2 separate regions of the Oryctolagus cuniculus genome follow, and region 1 is linked to region 2. The links are chromatin contacts, called in public Micro-C maps. All regions are on one chromosome and are shown on one strand. The core of a region is the stretch at or near the end of the contact, and the rest is flanking DNA. Distances in the headings are between cores, read along the strand shown.

Region 1 (6,673 bases), core at 2,904-5,403, 320 kb after region 2:
GAGGGCCGAGCAGACAAAAGAACAGCGCAGGGTCCTGTGTCGTTCCTCCACGAAGACGGGGAGCGACAGTGTTTAATTTGCTTTGCACTGTTATTTACTATTCTTTGGGTTTCTGGTTCAATTTAGTTCAATTTCAAGAACAGGAGTAAATTCTATTTCTCTAGATAAAATCTAGATAAAAATAATATGAAGTTACAATAACATGTTTGCAATATTTTGCAAAGAAGAAAATTTCCCAAATATTAAAATTTTTAGAGCCCCACCATTTTATATCTGAATAAGCCATTAACAATCCAAAATAGTCTCACAGTGGCTAAGGTATGAAGAAGTCTTCCTGGGAACAACATTTCCCAGAATTAGAGCTGAATACAAGTGCCTAAGGCAAAATGTCAACTGATTTATTGAAGAAAAGAAAAAGAAGGTTCCTACTGTGCCAGAAATTCTCAAGAAAAAGTGAAGGAATTTCACAAAGCTTAAGAGCAAGTGCCTAAGAAAGAAATTTGCCCAAAAAATGGTTTGAAAGGCCAAGAGGAAGCTCTGGCTATGAACCAGTCCAAATTAAAACAAGGAATACATGCATATGTATAGAACTAAGATTCGAATGGCTGGGCTGGCCAGAAAAGCTGGCATTTTCTGTGTACCTATAGGACCCAAGCTGTCTTTTGTCATCAGGATCAGAGGTATCAACCATGTGAGCTGAACGGTGTGAAAGGTGTGCAATTTCTCCCGTTTCACCAGACCTTTAATAACACCCCTGTTAAACTCTGCCAGGCTGCTCCTGACTTGCAGAGAGTCGTGGAACCCTGTAAGGATGGCATGGAGGATTCCAAACCTGCAATCAGCCTATGAGCTGGCCCATGGTGCGATTATGGCAAGATCAACAGCAAGTAAACACACACTTGCTATTTACGGCATCATCTGACTAGACAGACTCTAGTCACTAGAGGATCTTATTCGTGAGATCTAGAACTCCTTCAAATTATCTTCTCCATGGGTGGAATGAAGAAAAAGACCACATGTGCAATACGTGGCGATGCTGGTGTTAAAGGACAAAATTGCAACAAATCCAAAGGTTTAACTGGCTTTAAGATTCCAGAATCAGGTGACATCCTATTCCATAAAACAGGATACGTTCCAATGAATTAAGCAGAGGCACCAAGCTTGAAAAGCCCTTCACGGCCCAGCTTCCAAAGCAACTACCTCTGAGGAGTGGACAGCCAAGTTTGGTCAGTAACGTTGCAGGCAGAACTGTAAACTTCCTGTTAGAGATGCCACCTGCCTTTCCCTGGCCACCTAGGTAAGGGAAGTCAACAGGGTGCCTTCCCCAAGAGGTTCACACCTCCCTTAGGATGCACCCCATGTGAAGAGATAGATAGGTCTGGGCCTCCTAACTGACAAGGCCTTAAAGCCCACCAGATTATTATTAGGCCTCTTCTGTCAGGTTCTATTTGCCTCTCAATCAGAGAGCTTATTCATGGCTTAGACAGCAGCTCTCTTAGGTCCTCTAATAATGACTCTGTCCTTTGTTCTAGACCCTGTCTAGCCCACCCGGGGCCTCATTCCTTTGTAATCATAGCCTCTACTCTAACATCTATGGCTCTACTCCTGACCTGTGTGTATTGATGGTCCTCTCCCCCACTTAATGTTGTATGATTGTTCAGGATTTTCTCCACAGACAAACCCCTCTACCCACAAGAGACAATCAGTCCTTCTCCCAGTCTTTGTCGGGATCAGCTTCAAACATGTTCATCAAACAGTCTTCACAAGGGTCCAGAGACCACCCACCCTCATTTCCTCTCCTCTATGAAATCCTCTCATTACCTGGTTAATGCCACTCCTAGGACCATTGATTGCTGTTCTTACCCTGTGTTTATACTACCATGTCTGTTTAAGTGTATACAGGAAGTGATAGTGGAACGAACGAAGGCCTTCACTAACCAGGTGTTCAACCAAATGCTGCTAAGGGATATACTCGGCTCCCCACCCAGGAGACAGTGGCTTGAGACATCACCCCATTCCAGCAAAGACTACCTCCTCGCCCCATGTCAGCAGGAAGTAGCTCTAAAGACAGATTATTGTCCCTCCACCCTTCCTGGACTTTTGGGGCTAATATAGTCCCATACAACTCTTGCTTTAGAAAAAAACAAAATGGGGGAATGTTAGTAAAATGGTGCAGTCTTATCTATGGTGCAATCTACACCCTGACAACATCTTAGGCTTTACACCCACCCCACCCCACCCCCACCGCCATTGCTGGAAGCCAGGTGACCACATGGCCCAACCACCATTGTCAGCTCCACTCTCCCATCCTAATAGGATTCACTGTTCCTACTTCCCTTCCCACCCCACACCCCCCACCACAAATGTTTAACAGGACCTCTTCCTGAACATGTCTCCTCTCTCTGTCTCTTGATCTCTCTCTCAATCTTATGCTCTCCTCTCTCTCTCTTTTTCCTTCTTTGCCCCTTCCCTCCAGTCTGTCAGGTTTCCCCCACCAATAAATCCTTTCCCTTACAGGAAAAAAAAAGAAAAAAAGAAAAGAAATTGACCCCTGGCTGGTGCTGTGGCCTACATTGCCAGCATCCCATATGGGCATGGTTCGAGTCCCAGCTGCTCCACTTTCAAACCAGCTCTCTGCTATGGCCTGGGAAAGCAGTAGAGTATGGTCCAAGTTCTTGGGCCCCTGCACCCTTGTGGGAGGCTCAGAAGAAGCTCCTGGCTCCTGGCTTCAGATCAGTGCATCTCTGGCCGTTGTGGCCAATTGCGGAGTGAACTTGCAGATGGAAGACCTCCCCCCACCCCCACCTCAGCCTCTGTAACTCTACTTTTCAAATAAAACAAATAAATCTAAGAGAAGAAAGAAAGAAAAGAAAAGAAAAGAAAAGAAAAGAAAAGAAAAGAAAAGAAAAGAAAAGAAAGAAAAGAAAGAAAAGAAAAGAAAAGAAAAGAAAAGAAAAGAAAAGAAAAGAAAAGAAAAGAAAAGAAAAGAAGGAAGGGAAAGAGAGAGAGAAATTGGCCCGTGTGGGAAATTCAGTTGTCACTTCTCTCCTGAATCTCAGGTCAGAAAACAACTTGGGCTTGGTTTGGTGCTGTTTAACTTTGGTGTGAGGACTGTGTTTTGGTGAGTCTGGTCTGTTGGAGGGGCCTAGGGCTTATTCTGAACAATACCCTCCTGGGGCTGGCGCTGTGGCATAGAAGGCTAAGCCTCCACCTGCACTGTCGTCATCTCTTATGTCCTGGCTGCTCATCTTCCCATCCAGCTCTCTGCTACAGCCTGGGAAAGCAATGGAAGATGGCCCAAGTCCTTGGGCCCTTGCACCCACATGGGAGATCCAGAAGAAGCTCCTGGCTCTTGGCTTTGGCCTCCCGGAGGCCTGGCCACCGAGGCCATTTGAAGAGTGAAACCAGAAGATGGAAGATCTCTGTCTCTCTGCATCTCTGCCTTTCAAATAACATCAATAAATATTTAAAATACACAACAGCCTCCTATAATTTTTATTTAGCAGTTGGAACACATAACCGGGCTTATTAGATCAATGAACTAAGGTAGCTACCATTATTATTGTCATCTGGTTACCAACCAGCCAGTCACTGCTTTCAAATTGCAAAAAGCAAAACCAGAATCTTGACTAATTTTTTTCAGGGCCAGAATATCCTACATGATTATTCTTATTAATTTGCCTAAACAGCACTTTGAAATAGAGGACAATACCGTCACTTTCTATGCTTGTTTTTCGACTTCTTAAGACAGATGGTTCTTTTCTCTTTAGTAAGGAAAAAAATACCAAGTAAAGGGCAAACAGCAATTATGTAAAACAGTTTCAAAAACTGTGGGGTTTCACACAATTCAGAAGTGAGCGCACAGAGAAACCCAGGAACCTGTGAGGTGCGGGGCAGAACCAGCACAACTGAATTCCAAGGCCAGGTTCCTTCTCGAAGAGAAAACCAGGAAATGAGCTCTCATTGTCCCAGACTATCAACGTATTTCACAATTCCCAGTAGGATACTACCGCGCCTGGACCACGCCCACAAATGCCGGTCAGGCAACGTAGCGGGTCGTGCGTCACGGTAAATTTGGCCAGGCCCCGCCTTCTGCGCCCTCTCGTGCGCCTGCGCTCGCTTAAACGGAAGTTGCGCATGCGCAAGATGGGAACAATGTTTCTCCCGCACCCTTTTTTTTCAGGGCTCTCTTGGCAAGGGTATACTTCCGGGTTAAAGGATTTACTTCCGGAGAGCGGGAAGGCTGAAACGCGGTGGCTAACCCAAGGCCGAGTTGGCGAGGTCCTGGGTGGAGAAGGCTGTAAAAATGGACAGGTGAGTTTTGGGGGTGACAGCTGGGCTGGGAGTCTTGTCCCTCTTGCTCTTGCCGGAACGAAATAGATGAAACCAGATTCCGGGAGGAAGCCGAAGAGGTCCAGGGTGCTGGTCCTTGGACGCCTTTCCCGGACCGGGAGATTTCGGCACCTGACGGAGGAAAGCCTTTCGGCGTGGGTTGGGGAAGGGGTGTGGATGGTCGTCCCGCAACTCGCGCCGCGACCCTGCGATCTGTCCGGTGCCTTCCCGCAGCGTCTTTGGTGTCGCGGGTGGGCGGGGTAGGTGGTGGCCGTGCTTTCGAGATGCCGAGCAATCCGCTGGAGACGGTGAAGCTGGTCGGCGACGGCACCGAGATCTCAGCCAGCATCAGATAGGTACCGAGTTCGCCTTACGACCTGGGCGCGGTGGCAGCCGTCTTGCGAGAAAGAGGAGTTATTCAAGGTCCTTGGCCCCGGGGAATTCGTCGTGTAGTGGCAGCGATAACCCCGCCAAGTCAAGGAATAAGCGTTTTGTAGTGCACTGTGGGGAAAATGGAGCAGGTAACAGCCCGTCTCGGGAAGTCATCGGGAAGACCTCTCAAGGTAACGTTCTAGCTGGTGTTATTAGTCCGCAGAACATCCCCACGGTGCCTCCTCTGTGACAGCCGCTGGACTAGCGGTGTATATTCTGTTAGCTTGTTTAATCTGAAGAGCAGTCGTAGGAGCAGAAGTAGCATCATGGGCAACACTGGGGCTAAAGAGACGAAGTAACTCGGTGAAAGCTAGGAAGCTACCAAGTGGAAGAGCCAGGTCACCTTCGCGGACCTGGTGTCTCCAGCCCCCGTGAGGCTGAGGGCTAAGCAGGTGTTCACCTGTGAGCCAGCGCGCGCATGTGGGTCTCTGGGAAAGAAACAGGCTCCGAAATGTGCGGACGTGAAAGAGTGCGTGCTTTGTGCAGCCGAAGGGTCGTAAGGCGGTACCTGTTTTAGGGGGGCGATGTATGGCTGTGACTGTTCCAGAAGACTGTCGACCGCGTGTGATCCCACCGCAGCCTCCTGTGTAAGACAGGCGGGACTGCGTTTGGGAGATTGCAGAAGATCCTTTCAGGAGATGGTTCCTGCAATTCAGGAATTCCGTATTCCAACAGGGAGAGAAAAGATTTACCTTGATGCCGCAATTATCTAAAGCAGTGTTAAAACAAATTCCCAGGAGAAAATAGCATAGTGCTGGACAGTCAGCCAAGTTTTTGTGCAGGGGACCTTAAAGTGGGGTTTGGAGGAATAAGCAGGATTCGGAGCTGAGAGGGCATTCTCAGCAAACAACAGAGATCCAAGACTTAGCTGCTGGAGTGACCTATCCCTGGGCTGACCTGGGGGCTCCTGCTCCGTTCTTATTGATAGACCTTTTGTGCATGCTGCATTGTCATTTCATTTACCCGAGCTTGATTATACTGTTTTAGGGGTGGCTTCGGAGACTTGTCATCCCCTGTGATCCGAGAGGCAGAGGTGACACGCACTGCCAAGAAACAGAGTGCTCAAAAGAGAGTTTTAAGTATCCTTTGCATTTTAAGCATCACGTTACCGATTGTGGTATGTTTAGAATCAGTGTGATAGAATTTTCTTTTTGTGAGCAGTATTAGCTATAATAAAATGCTGTAGAAATTAGGTTTGTTCATTTCACACATAATGTTCTTGATAAATATATTGCTGAAGTTCAATGAGATTAAAATTTATGTTTTCCTGGAAACAAAGATGTTCTGTTTTACTGCTATCATATTTTAGTAAGCTTTTGCTGAGATGAAATTTTCTCTTTTTATTTGAAATCAAAGAACACTTCGGTCAATGTGTAGTTACCTAATATTGACATCCGAGAATTTAAATGGCATGAGGAATTACTTGTTTAAATGGTAGCTATAAAACACCTTGTTCTTAACTGTATTCATGTATTTTGTGTAGTAAAAATTTGGTTAATTCTAACTTTAGTGATCTCTTTTTTGCAAGGAAAATTTTCTTAACTCTTCCTATAGTTCGAACATCCCAAGATGAAAATTTTGTTAATACCACACCAAGAAATCAGATTATCCCTCGAACTCCCAGCTCATTTCGACAGCCTTGTAAGATTTTTGTTATCTGTTTTACCAAGACTGAAAATGAGACTTCAAGAAGTTAATATGGATAATAAGGATGTAAATAATGGACCCAGGATTCAAATATTGGTTTGTTTACTCCAAAGCCTAGGCCTGCTACAGCATACTACCTCAGTATATTTTATAAAATTATCATACAAAAAATTCATTGTAAAATAAGTATCCTTTTTTAAACTATTCAGTTACTGTATAATGAAAATATCTCTATTTGTGGTACATTTTCCCAGTGGGCTCA
Region 2 (6,344 bases), core at 3,690-6,189:
CCTTGCTTGTCTAGAGAGGCCCTGCAAGCTCTGATCCAGGCAGCTGAGCGTCAGATTGCTCTCCTCTGCCATCAGGGCTGCTCAGGAAAGGGATTGGAAAGCACTAGCATGGGGAAGACCCGTGTGGCATAGCCCATCATATCGTGGAGGCAGAAAGTCGAGGAATCAGGCATCCATGGTGGTCCTCCAAGGCTCCATGACCTGGGGTCTCTTGTTGTCCATTTCCTCCCATTGTTTCTGTTCCTAGCTCTCATTAGGAGTATGCCATATGTTGCACATTAGGACAGTCACCCTCAAGTTTGCTCCTTGATTCACACCCCATATCTGCTCCATCAGCAGCAAATCCTGCTGTCCTGACCTTGGAAACATACCCAGACTCCAGCATGTCACCACCTCGTCCTCACAGCCCTGGTGGCTGCCGTGACCTCCTAACTGAATTCTCCACTTCTGTCCTTGCCTCCTGGGGTCTGTTCTCAACAGCAGCGGAGCACTCATGTGAGACCAGGGAGTAGATCATGAGACTTTCTGCCCCAGATCCTCCCACCCCCACAGTGACATCCTGAGGTGCCCAGAGTAAGTGTGCAAGGTCTCCAAATGGCCCGATTCCAGCCATCTCTGCTCTCAGCACTCCTCGGCCACCATTCTGCACAAAGCACCTCCTTTCTCAGAGCTCTTACACTGCACGTTCCTTCCCCTGCCATGCCCCTGCCCAGATACCCATGAGAGGTTGCCCTCTGGGATCCAGATCCTGGATGTGTCACCTTTACAGTGCATTCTATCCTAAGCAGCACAGTCAGCCTTGTGAAGACACGCACCCTGCTATCAACACCTGACACGCCTGTGTCCCACTGTGCGTGGCTGACCTTTCTCCACCAACACATCTGTTCCACGAGGGTGAAGACTGTGACCATCTGGTTCACTCCCAGCACCGTGAACAATGTCTCATGCTTACTGGGCATGCAAGAAATCATCACTGAATGAATGAATCAGTCTGGTCGTCCTTGGTTCAAGCAAGTTTTTGGGTTTTTGTCTTCATAAAGCATGGATGAAACTAAACTACTTGCCAAGAGACAAAGAGAAATGACATCTAAATAAAACTTAAGCTGCATAATTCATAGAGTATAATCTCACTTAAAAAAACTATATGTGGGGTAAATGTTATTGAACACTATATGCTAGTAGTTAGATAAACATACTCTACATGAGCTGTGTACTTATACTCTGATGTAAGTGCTGGAAAAACACTCTGAGAAGATGGGAGTGAGGTTAGAGGGAGAGAAGATTAGCTTGTACTCTATACAGTGGAACGATTTAAATGGAAATGTATCATTTCATAATTACAGGAAGGAAAACATCTACAGAAACTGAACAGCACCATTATTTCTACTGAAAATTTTCCACTTTCATTTTCAATGCTCACAGTAGGGCTTCCTTTGAACCTGGGGCCTCCGGGCCTGGGCCAATTGAACTTCAAGAATTCTTTCTTGGTAACTATAGAAGATAGTAGGTGTCTGTATTCCCAGAAAATGAAGGACTGTGGTGCTTTCTTTCCTCCTCTGGAGTCCATTTTTTTTTTAAGGGTTCTTTTCCAACTGGTACGGTTATGAAATAAGACAATGACACACAAGATTGCCACAATCCCCATGTCTGGTCTATCGTCATGTCCCATGCATTCTTGAGATTCCTATCACCTCAGTATCTGTGATTTCCACATCTGTAGCCTAACAATGTGATGCAATTGTCCCTTGCAACGCTGCAGATGAACAGCAAAATGCTGTGTCCTGCTGCAGTTGCATAACACACACAAGGTCTTTCCACTTTGGCCGCGCCCAGGGAGGCCAGGCCAGTTGGAACTGCTATGGTCCCACCCAGTCTGGAAGGGACACTGCATGTGGGGCAGGCCGCCTGGGTCCCTCTGCTCCCTCTGCTCATGCCTATAGCTGAGTCGGGCAACGTGGGTTGCTGTTCATGGGGCTACAGAGCTCTACCACCCGCACATTTGGGTCTGACAGCTGCTGCTGCTGTTGGGAAGAGATAACTTCCGCCTCTCCGTGACCCTGGCTGTGACCCTGACCACGCCCTCTCCCAGGCTGGGCCCACAGGAAGTCAGGCCGAGAGTTGCAAGAACCACACCATCTCCTGTGCCTCTGACAAGGATCTGTTCCACCCCACGCCTGAGAAACTGGCTCAGAACAAGATTTCCTCTTCCTCGCCAGCCCTGCGTCCTGGAGTGGCTGGTTTGGGAGACGTTTATATTCATTTTTTCATACTTAAGGAGACAGGGATCAACTTGCTTACCACCCACACTGCACACAAGAAGCCTTAGACTGAACCGCCTTCAACCTCTATCAATCTCACCCTGCACGAGGCAAAACTAGATAGCACTGTACAGACACAGAGTGCACACATTTTTTTAATCATGATGGTGGTGGCCAAATCTTAGTTTCAATTAACTGCTGGTGGACTGTGGTACAGCCTCTCTGAAAGGCAGATTGACAACATGAGTCAAAAGCCTTAAAGGCTTCCACATCTACTGTAATTTCTCTCCTGGAATTAAGCCCAAGGAAACACAGGATGTCCATAGAAGGCTGTTCCTTCCAAATTTGCTTCCATGAGGATAGGATACTCTCCTGCTGTTCAAAGTAATATTTTAGAAGGTGTTTTAAGGCATGAGAAAGTGTTTGTGATGCATGGGAAGCCCTATATCTATGTAACAACATCTGAATGTGCATGTGCATAAGGCATGAACGGGAGTGTGTCTGGGTGTACAAAGAGAGAGGGGGCTTTCCCTTTATCCTTAACGTCCCCTGTCCCTGAGGGTCTGGGCCTTGCACTTACCCCTGGCTTTCTTCTTAGTCCACTGGCTGCTGCTTCATCCTCCCAGGCAGCTCCTCCCACTCTTCCCAGCCAACACATGTGCAGAGCCTCAGCCTCAGCGCTCCAGTCTCTTCATCTGCCTTTCACTCCCCAGGCCAGTCCCATCTCTGTTCTACGTTCACTATGCTGCTGATCCTCAGATTAGAATCTCCCATCCCACCTTCTGCTCCTGAGCCGCCGACATATATCCACCTGCCCACCAGACATCTTTCCTTGGGCGTGAAAATCGTGAAACTGTCACTCCCCCTTCTCAGATGCAAGAGTGAACTCTCAGGTTCCTCCACCATGCCCCACAATACACACACACACACACACACACACACCTGCTCTTCTCACAGTGCTCCCTTCCCCGGGAAGCAGTCATCATTTCACCAGAAATGGGACTAGAAACCTAGATGTCATCGTTTTGATGCCTTACCACAGACACCCACTGCATTAGGAAGTGATTTTCTCCAAGTTCAAAACACACAACCAAATCCAACATCTCTCACCACCTCCTCTGTCCAGGCCAGCACCTCCACACTTACCCCCCGACCACCCAGACTTCTGTAAGAGCTTCCCAGCCGGTCTCCACAGATCCACACAGCACCAGTAATCATTTAAAACAATAAACAGGCATTTAGCACAGTTATCAAATCATCACTTGGGAGGACCGCATCCCACATCTGAGTGCCTGGTTCAGGTACTGGCTACTCTACTTCTCACCCACCTTCCTACTAATGTGCACTCTGAGAGGCAGCAGTTGGTAAGGCCAGTACTTGGGTGCCTGCCACCCACGGAGGAGACCCAGAATGAGTTCCAGGCTCTTGGTTTCAGCCTAGCCCAGCCCTAGCTCTTGGCAATCCTTTCGGTAGTGGACCAGCAGAAAGAAGATATCTCTACCTATCTCTCTCTCTCTCCTTTTCAGATAAAATAAGTGGTTTTTCTTTTTATTTTATTTTATGCTTTCTATTTTTCAATTAAAATAAGTGGTTTTTAATTTTTTACATAAAATAAAATAATAAGTCATATCAGAAGTTATGAAACCTATAACCAAGGTGTCATAAGTTATCCAGGAATGAAGAAATGATGGGCTATTCTTATTGATTGTCTGCTTCTCGGTTATTTGTCAAATTTCTAAGAATAAGCACATTTCACTCTTACCAGTAAGAAATCAAAATGTTGTTTAAAAAAAAAAAAACAAAATTACAGGGTTCAGCCTGGCGTGTTAGGAGCTCATCTCCCATTAAAGCAACTCTGACAAACCAACATCATTCAAGCTACAGAGCGGCAATGCGCTCCCCCCACTCCAAGCACAGCCGAAGAAAGCAATGGAGGAATCTGCCAGGGCCAAGGGAGCAGAAAGTTCCTGTGAAGCCACTTCTGCCTCCTGTTCACATCACAGGCATCACTACACGATTGCCGTCACTGCCAGCTGCACCTGGATGCAGCTTCACAATCCCTTTCAAGGCACGGGCAGCTCCTGTCATTCATGAGAAACCTTTCTCATCTGTCATTAGCATTCCCTCTGACAACTCCAAAGCTAATTGTGCTTCCTGTTAAGTGAGCAGAGGGCACTAAGCATTTTCAAATCACTTTTACATCTGAAGTCTCATCGATCGCCACAAAACCGCCTTCAAGCGGGCAACGCAGATATTTTTATCCCCTTTTTTAATAGAACTGAGGGCCACAGCAGCTAACGCCACACTGCAGAGCTCTGGCGTCCCAGTCACCACATCCCTGCCTGCACGCTTTTCTGTGAGAGAGGACGGTCGGAACCACAGGCCACAGCGGGGACCAGGGTGGGGACCGGGGCTGGTCCCAAACCTGGACAGAGATGGGCTGTAGGTAATGAGTAATTCATTACTATGAACAACTTTAAAAATAAATCGTGGAAAAACAGATGAAGGTCACCAATTTCACAACAAAAGCCGTCACCCCGCGCAGGGGCAGGGCCTCTGGACGCCAAACATGTTTGCTGGTTACCATAGCAACCGTGAGCCACCCTCCCCTCTCTCCCTTTGACCTATTCTGAAGTTGCTTTTTATTCGGGACTCCCAAGCCTGCCCAGAACAGATTGCTGAGATGGCTTTTGGATTTCTTCGCACTCTGCTGTTGCCTGCTCTGTGACGGTACACAGGTTGGATGCCCAGGAAAAACAGTGTCCACGAGACAGAGGACACAATCCCACAGCAAGCCCACTGCATGAAGCACTGAACAATCCATCGGAAACAGTGGGGGCCCTGTCCCAGGCAGGACACGGCTCGGACGTTCCGAGGCAGGAAATAAGTGGAGAAAACCTACATTCCCAAAGGACCGGCGTGGTCCTGGAAAACAGAAAAGATTCGCCAGGCTCGCTCTTCGGTGACGCGCAGGCCCGGGTGGGGAGGTCTGTCTGCAGTCAATCTCTTCTGCTTCCCACCCTCCCTCTCTCACCCCCACACACCCCAACCTCCCAGGAATTGTCCCACCTGTTCCCCTCCCTCCTAAAGCGTTCTCTGCCTCCCCCAGATTCTCAAAAGTTAGATCCTCTGTAGTCTTTTCCTACCTTTAAGCCTTGTTCCTTCCATTTTGGAATCAAATGTTACATCTTTTATGTGATAGGTGAGTGAAGGATATCTTTCTTATGTTTTTTTTTTTTTTTTGACAGGTAGAGTAGACAGTGAAAGAGAGACAGAGAAAGGTCTTCCTTTGCCATTGGTTCACCCTCCAATGGCCGCCGCGGCCGGCACACTGCGCTGGTCCAATGGCAGGAGCCAGGTGCTTATCCTGGTCTCCCATGGGGTGCAGGGCCCAAGCACCTGGGCCATCCTCCACTGCACTCCCAGGCCACAGCAGAGAGCTGGCCTGGAAGAGGGGCAACCGGGACAGAATCCGGTGCCCCAACCAGGACTAGAATCCAGTGTGCCGGCGCCACAGGCGAAGGATTAGCCTATTGAGCCACGGCACCGGCAGGATATCTTTGAATATTATGATCAGACTGACCCTGCTACAAACTTGCTGTACATGCTTAGGTGCAGGGTAGTGTGGGGGTAAGAGAAACAGAGCACTTGGATGAGGCCCACCTGCTTTAACCCATTATAACCCCCTCTGGGAGGGCACTGCCAGCGCCCGGGGCCCAGAGCTCTGTCTGGCTTTGCGGCAAGAAGGTCCTTACCTTCCCCCCAGCCACCGGCCCCACTGTCAAAGCAGGAGACGGGAAGCCCTTGGGTGGACTGGTTGACCATGATTATCAACAGCTCGCCCTGTTGCTCAAAGAAGGGTGGGCCGAGATCAGGACACAGCACCAGCCCTCATTACGTGCACAGACTGTCTAATTGCCTTTTTGGGGTGGTAATTGCAACAGAGTGCTCTGTGCTATTAGGATATTACCATAGCACTCTCAGGAAATACCATCGGTGCCAGCTACAGATGCTGGAGAAGTGAGATGAGAAAGCCCAAGTGTGGTTTAGCTGAAGAGAAGGCAGAGCACATCAGGAAATTGCCAC

What was found. A called contact is a pair of places that touch in the nucleus more often than the background predicts.
Region 1: a Micro-C map of ear pinna shows a contact between it and region 2, with 3 times the contacts expected there. The contact joins the promoter of NUP107 here to the enhancer-like site in region 2. A contact is called at or near these places in 2 of 6 Hi-C or Micro-C datasets (ear pinna and an unstated tissue).

What each region holds. Positions count from the first base shown.
Region 1 is chr11:71,063,378-71,070,050 of mOryCun1.1, forward strand. NUP107 (nucleoporin 107) reads left to right here and starts at 4,154. Exons shown (of 28, transcript XM_008256765.4): 1 at 4,154-4,314; 2 at 5,752-5,843; 3 at 6,319-6,405. The coding sequence starts at 4,307.
Region 2 is chr11:70,743,107-70,749,450 of mOryCun1.1, forward strand. No RefSeq gene overlaps it. Among named protein-coding and RNA genes, the nearest start is that of MDM1, 38 kb to the left of the region's middle. Within about 2 kb of position 4,940, at least 4 of the 8 cell types and tissues checked have an H3K27ac peak or open chromatin away from gene starts, as enhancers often do. A contact at or near this core is called in ear pinna, where this site is marked.